Regions from separate parts of the Ovis aries genome. Here region 1 is linked to region 2. The links are chromatin contacts, called in public Hi-C maps. All regions are on one chromosome and are shown on one strand. Each heading gives the region's core, a stretch centred on a gene start, on an enhancer-like site or on the middle of the called end of the contact. The rest is flanking DNA. Distances are from core to core; before and after follow the strand shown. Region 1 holds the start of KCNF1 (potassium voltage-gated channel modifier subfamily F member 1). Region 2 has its middle 17 kb from the start of PDIA6.

Region 1 (3,316 bases), core at 71-2,570, 62 kb before region 2:
GGCTCACGTAGAACGGGAGGATGGCCAGCACGTCCACGATGTTCATGAAGGACAGGGCGAAGTGCAGCTTGTTGGGCGAAGAGAAGAGGCGCAGCAGGTACTCCAGCGTGAACCAGCCGATGCACGCCGTCTCCACGTTCTCCAGCGTCGGGTGCTCCACGCGGTTGCCCTCGGCGTCCAGGACCTGCAGCTCTGGTATGGTGCCCATGCACATGACCACCGACGAGACGAGGATGAGCAGGAAGGACAGCACGGCCACCACGCGCGCCGGACACGAGGACTCGGGCTTCTCCAGGAACTTCCAGACGCACTTCTGGCAGCGGCGCCAGCGGCCCTCGGCCGTGTCCACGCCCAGGTCGTCCAGGATGAGCTGCACGCGGCGCGCGATCTCCTCCAGCTCCTCACGCTTCTCGCTCAGGTGGCTCTTGCAGCAGTCGTCTAGGAACTTGAGGTCCACCTTCCAGAAGTCCATCTCGTTCTTGAAGCAGATGGGACAGATGCCCTTCTTCATGTGCACCTCCCCGAAGTAGTAGACCTCAATGACACACTTGAAGGCGTCCGGGTCCCTGTCGAAGTAGAACTCGCGCTTCCCGGGGTCGTAGTCGTCGCACAGGGAGAAGATGGTGTCGTAGCCTCCGGCCAAGCAGTGGATGAGCTCGGCCAGCCGGGTCTCGGGGTACCGGCTCAGGAGGTCTCCGTACAGCACCTGCCGCACGCCCCCCACGTTGACCACGATCTCGATGTCGTCGCCCGCCCGGGAGTCCTGGCTACCCGGCTCCGGGAGGCTGCGCTCCCCGGTCCCGTCCATTCTCCTGGCGTGTGCCCGCGCGGCCTCGGCTCCGCGCCCTGCAGCCGCCGCAGGGTCGGCGGGTCCCACCGGTGCGCGGACCCAGGGGAAGCCTGGCCGGCTCCCGCCTGCCTGGAAGCGCGGTCACAACCGGCGGCTGCGGGCTGGGGCGCGCCGCGGGGGAGGCATGCACCCGGCGGCGGGGGTCCCGGCGGGCATCCGGGCGCTGGGGGCGCGCCGGCGGTGCAGGGCGGTGTGTGTGGGGGGTGCGGTTCTCGCGGCCACCTGCCTTGCCCCGAGCACTCACCCCGGCTCCCGGGTGCGGCGATCCGCCGTTTCGGCTCGGCCTCTTGCAGGAGTGGGGTCCCCCCTCGTGGGCGTCAGGCAGGGTCCTGGGTCGCCGGGCGCGCGGGTCCCCGCGTGCGCCGCCGGCGCGAGACGGGTCCCGTCGCTGCCGGACCCACACCGCCCGCCGAGGTGTGCGGAGAGAGAACTTGGGCTTGCTTTGCCCAAGCCGTTTCTAAACACAATAGGAATTCCAGCCTGACGTCAAGAGCTTTTCAGACTGTACCCTCTTCTGGTGAAATTCTGCAAGGCACGCGCGGCAGCGGCAGGGGAACGGGTTAACCCTTGGGCAGACGGGCACAGCTGAGCGCCCGCCGCCACCGCCGCGCGCCTGTCCTCCCTTCCTGGCGCCGCGGGTCACACGGGGCCCGGGACCTCCGGCTTGAAAGCGACCGACCGGCGCTGGCTGAAAAGTTTCTCTCTCTCTGCATCCAGAAGATCGATAGTGAGAGAACACAGCTGCCTGTTGCTCGGCCCGCAAACCGTGCCCAAGAAAGCCCTTCAGACGCCCGCCCGCGCGTCCCGGCCGCCGGCCCCGCCTGGTCCCGGGATGCTTCCCTCGCTCCCCCTAGGGCGTCACTTTCGACCTGTGTAACGGCTACAACCAGTCCAGCCCCGCGGAGGAGAGAAGGTCACACAGTGAAATGGGAATGGATCCCAGGGTGGGCGCCTCTTCCTCAGAGATTCCTGCTGTCCTGGCTGACTGACACAAGCTCCTTAGCGGACTGAAAGTCTGCCTCGAAGTCCTCGCTGTCCACCATTTTCCATTTCTCTGCAATCCAACATCACCACCAACCTCCAGAGCCTTGAACCCCCAGACTCCCACCTCCCCATCCCCATCCTCTGTCGCCCAGGCCTGCGTGTCCCTCCCACGAAACGTCCCACACTCTCCCCTCTCTTCCAGACCTGCAGCCTCTGCCTGCACCATTCCAGCGGCAGCAGCATCTACCTTGCAAATTATCAAGCATCACCTGTGAACCGGGGACTGCGTTAACAAAAACATTGTAAAGAGAGGGATGAGGGGGCAGAGCACGGAATTTTTAGGGCAGTGAAACTACTCTGTATAACGCTCTAGCACTGCGTACATATCATCCTATGTTTGTTTAAACTGTGGAGTGTGCCACACCAAGAGTGGACATCAGTGTAAACTATGGACTTTGCATGATAAAGACGTGACAGTGTTGTATCATTGATTGTAACAGATGCACCTCTGGTGGGAGAGGCTGAAGGAATGAGGAGGCAGGGAGTATGTGGGAAATCTCTGTCTTGTATTTACTTTTGCAATGCACCTAAAACTGCTCTTTAAAAATCTATTAAAAATATATTCTGTAGGCTGGGTCACTGACAGTTACTGGTTTTTGTTTTTTTTTTTCTTTAATGAGATCATGTAAAACTGAATATGTTAAAATACATCACATGAAGATAGTTTGGTGAAACTTCTTTTTACAGATTTAATTTTGTTTCCATTTAAAATCAACCTATGATGTGTTACTACAGAATAAGAAACTGAGATTCAGAAAGGTTGAATAAAAATAACAGTTATTATAAATGCACCATGAGCCAAGTGTTTGCATCCCCATAGCATCCCTCTGAGGATGCAGGATGTCACGTAACCTGCCTGAAGTGCTCAGCCAGAAGGGGGTGAAGGTGCAGTGGGAACCCTGGGAGCCTGCTGCCCCAGCCCACAGGCTTCGCCTCCCTGTCCAGGTTGCTCAGCTGCAGGGGGAGCTGGGATTTGACCTCACGCCGATTCTTCTCTCTGATATAGTGCAGCACACACCTCCTGCACCTCCCTCCAGGCCTTACTCATGTTATTTCCCTTCTCTGTTGTCTTCTCTTGCTCCCTAGTACCTCCAGGGTCAAGTTCAAATTGCATTTTAGCCTAGCTTAATGGGCTATTCAAATATTTATTAACTTCTAATGGCAAACACACACACACACACACACACAACACACACCCTACCCTGGTGGGAAGCAGGGTTCATATTTCAGTGGAGAATATATTTTTAATAACTAATAATCAGTTTGCAGTCATCACAGGCTTCCCAGGTGGCTCAGTGGGTAAAGAATTTGCCTGCAAGGCAGGAGACATGGGTTTGGTCCCTGGGTTGGGAAGATCCCCTGGAGAAGGGCATGGCAACACACTCCAGTATTTTTGACTGGGAAGTCCCATGGACAGGGGAG
Region 2 (3,174 bases), core at 393-2,892:
CTCTAGTCTTTCCCATTCTGTTCTTTTCCTCTATTTCTTTGCATTGATTGCTGAAGAAGGCTTTCTTATCTCTTCTTGCTATTCTTTGGAATTCTGCATTCAGATGCTTATATCTTTCCTTTTCTCCTTTGCTTTTCGCTTCTCTTCTTTTCACAGCTATTTGTAAGGCCTCCCCAGACAGCCATTTTGCTTTTTTTGCATTTCTTTTCCATGGGGATGGTCTTGAGCCCTGTCTCCTGTACAATGTCACGAACCTCTGTCCATAGTTCATCAGGCACTCTATCTACCAGATCTAGGCCCTTCAATCTATTTCTCACTTCCACTGTATAATCATAAGGGATTTGATTTAGGTGATAATTACATCTACAACGACTCTGTTTCTTAACAAAGTCACATTCTGAGGTGCTGGGGATTAGGACTTCAGTGTATGAATTGGGGGTGGGGGACACAATTCAATCTGCTTGTGAGTTCCTGTTCTCAGGTCCCAAATGTGCGGGATGGCAGGGCTGGCCTCTGAGCAAGTGTTGCTGATAAGCTGGAAAGTCATCTGTCCAAAGCCCAGATTTCAAATGCAGCTTCCTGATGTTGCCCTGGCTTATTGTGAGACCAAGGCCAGGTAACGCAGGAAGCCAGAGTTTGTTTCAGCTACTGTCGTCATGGTCCATACTGACAAGGCCACCGTCTCCTCATGCAAAACTCCAATCAGTTCTGTCTCACAGAAAACGGTGGGGCTGCGGGGGGTTGGGGGGGTGGAGCAGGGGTGGAGGTGAGGGGGTTGGGGGGATGGGGGGCGGGGAACAGGCCAAGGATCAAGTAACACACTTCCCTCACCTGGGTTCACAGGATCATTTCCGGCTGGAACCGCACTTTACAGTTTGCAGGCGTGGCTGAAGCCCTTACTGGACTTGAGGGCTGAGACTGCGGTCCCCACAAAAGGCGACACTCAGGCTCTGCACCAATGCCCTCGTGAAGTGAAGTGGAGTGTTAGTCGCTCAGTCGAGCCTGACTCTTTGTGACCCCACGAACTGTAGCCTCCCAGGCTTCTCTGTCCATGGGATTTCCCAGGCAAGAATACTGGAGTGGATTGCCATTCCCTTCTCCAGGGGATCTTCCCAACCCAGGGATGGAACCCCAGTCTCCTGCACTGCAGGAAGATTCTTTACTGTATGAGCTACAGGGAAGTCCATGTCCTCATGGATCTGAGTCAAATTTTGTTTAGTCCAAAGCAAAATGTTTGGTTCATGAAAACATTAGCTCGATTTCGAGTCACACAGAAAGGAATTCAAATGCACTGAGGGTCCTACCTTGGGCTCCCCCGCCGGCCTCCTGGCCTCCGAGGCCCCCGGTGCAGACCCCAGCGCGTCCGCAGTGCCACCTGCTGGACGATACCAGCCTCCGGCTCCCCTCCCGCTGCCGGCATCCGGCCTGAGGCTGGGGCATTCAGAGAGCCGAGGGCACAGGGCTGCAAGAAACAGCCCCAGGGATGGAGCCCAGACAGCGATGGTGGGCACTTGGAATCATGTGGATTCCCTGCAGTCCTGGGAGGTCAGGAACCCAGGCTCTGGAGACTGACGGGCTCGGGTGTGCCGCCCTCACCGTCCCGCCCTGTGACCCTGAACCTCTGCTGCCACCTCACGTCTAAAGGCAAGATGATGTTTAGTTCACAGACTGGTTGGGAGGCCTGCAGGACATAATCCAGGTACAGTGTGAGATGGCCACTGGCCCAGCACACGTGCTCAGTAAACACAAAAGTGACAGCAAAAGCGTGAGTCCCTAAGTTGTGTCTGAGTCTTTGAGACCTGACTGACTGTAGCCCACCAGGCTCCTCTGTCCACGGCATTCTCCAGGCAAGAATACTTGAGAGGGTTGCCATTTCCTTCTCCAGGGGATCTTCCCAACCCAGGCATGAAACATGGGTCTCCCACTTTGCAGGCAGATTCTGTACTGTCTGAGCCACCAGGGAAGCCCCAGTAAACACAGAAGTATAACTAATTTCATAAAAATAAAATAAAGTTGCTCAGTTGTGTCTGACTCTTTGCGACTCCATAGACTATACAGTTCATGGAATTCCCCAGGCCAGAACACTGGCGTGAGAAGCCTTTCCCTTCTCCAGGGGATCTTCTCAACCCAGGGATCAAACCCAGGTGTCCTGCACTGCAGGCAGATTCTTTACCAGCTGAGCCACCAGAGAAGCCGTTTCATAAACACACACTCTAAAATTCACTCACTCAACAAACGTTTTCCGAGTGGCCGCTGTGGCCCCGGGTGCTCAGTGTCCAAGGGAAAGGAAGTGCCCACCTCTCTGTGTTTATAACAGAAGGACCCAGCAGACTCCCTGAGGCCACAGAGCCCCAGTCCTTCATCCCATCAACACGTGGTCACTGAGCACCTGGGCGGTTCAGGCTCAATGAGACCCAACCCCTCAGAGCCCCATTCTGTAGGGGCCAGTGTGTGCCCAGGGCAGTACCCCAGGCTGTTACTTGCCAGGGGTGGAGAGCTGTGCCCAGGTCCCCCAGGAAACAGCAGAGACTTTGAGCAGGAAGAACACAAATCTAGAAGGTTCCAGAATGTTCTGTTTCCACTGAGAGTTGTTTCCTCTCAAAGCACACTGCTGCAGGCAGCATCTGCAGCCCACGTAGAAACAGCTTCCCCTTGATCCAGCTCAAGATTTCTACGTTTTTAATCTCTGCTCAGAAATGGAGCCCGAATGGAAATGGAATTGCTGCCTCCTTTTGAGATCTCGCAGCTGCTGCTGCCAGAAAAAAAGATAAAAATGCATTGCAGATTTTTCTTCAGACCTGCCTTTTGCTTACTGTACAAGCTCTTGGGCTTTCATAACAATATTGAGAAGATTCATAATACTGGGCTTAAATCTTCTTCAGAAGTTTGGGGGTTGGGAGAGGGAAGAGGAATTAATTTTAGAATTTCGTGTCTATACAGCATCATCAAAAGATAAGTGGAATACAGAGAAGCACTGGTGAGGGCTGGGAGAAAGGAGAATTCTCTACAAGCGCCCAAGGCTTCTGATAACCATTCTCTGCCCTACTCCAGGATTCTGGTACCCAGAGTTCCACTCCCAGACACTTTGTAGCTTCTAGCCCTGAAGATTCTCTGGTGGCTCAGATGGTAAAGAATCTGTTTGCAATGCAGGAGACCCAAGTTCAATCTCTGGGT

Evidence for each region. Hi-C and Micro-C count contacts between places; a contact is called where the count stands out from the background.
Region 1: a contact with region 2 is called in a Hi-C map of hypothalamus, with 2.9 times the contacts expected there. The contact joins the promoter of KCNF1 here to the enhancer-like site in region 2. A contact is called at or near these places in 4 of 16 Hi-C or Micro-C datasets (blood, hypothalamus and tail adipose tissue).

What each region holds. Positions count from the first base shown.
Region 1 is chr3:20,018,970-20,022,285 of ARS-UI_Ramb_v3.0, reverse strand. KCNF1 (potassium voltage-gated channel modifier subfamily F member 1) reads right to left here and starts at 1,320. Exons shown (of 1, transcript XM_015094222.3): 1 at 1-1,320. The coding sequence starts at 808.
Region 2 is chr3:19,957,784-19,960,957 of ARS-UI_Ramb_v3.0, reverse strand. It overlaps the pseudogene LOC132659512. Among named protein-coding and RNA genes, the nearest start is that of PDIA6, 17 kb to the right of the region's middle. Within about 2 kb of position 1,642, at least 7 of the 54 cell types and tissues checked have an H3K27ac peak or open chromatin away from gene starts, as enhancers often do. A contact at or near this core is called in hypothalamus, where this site is marked.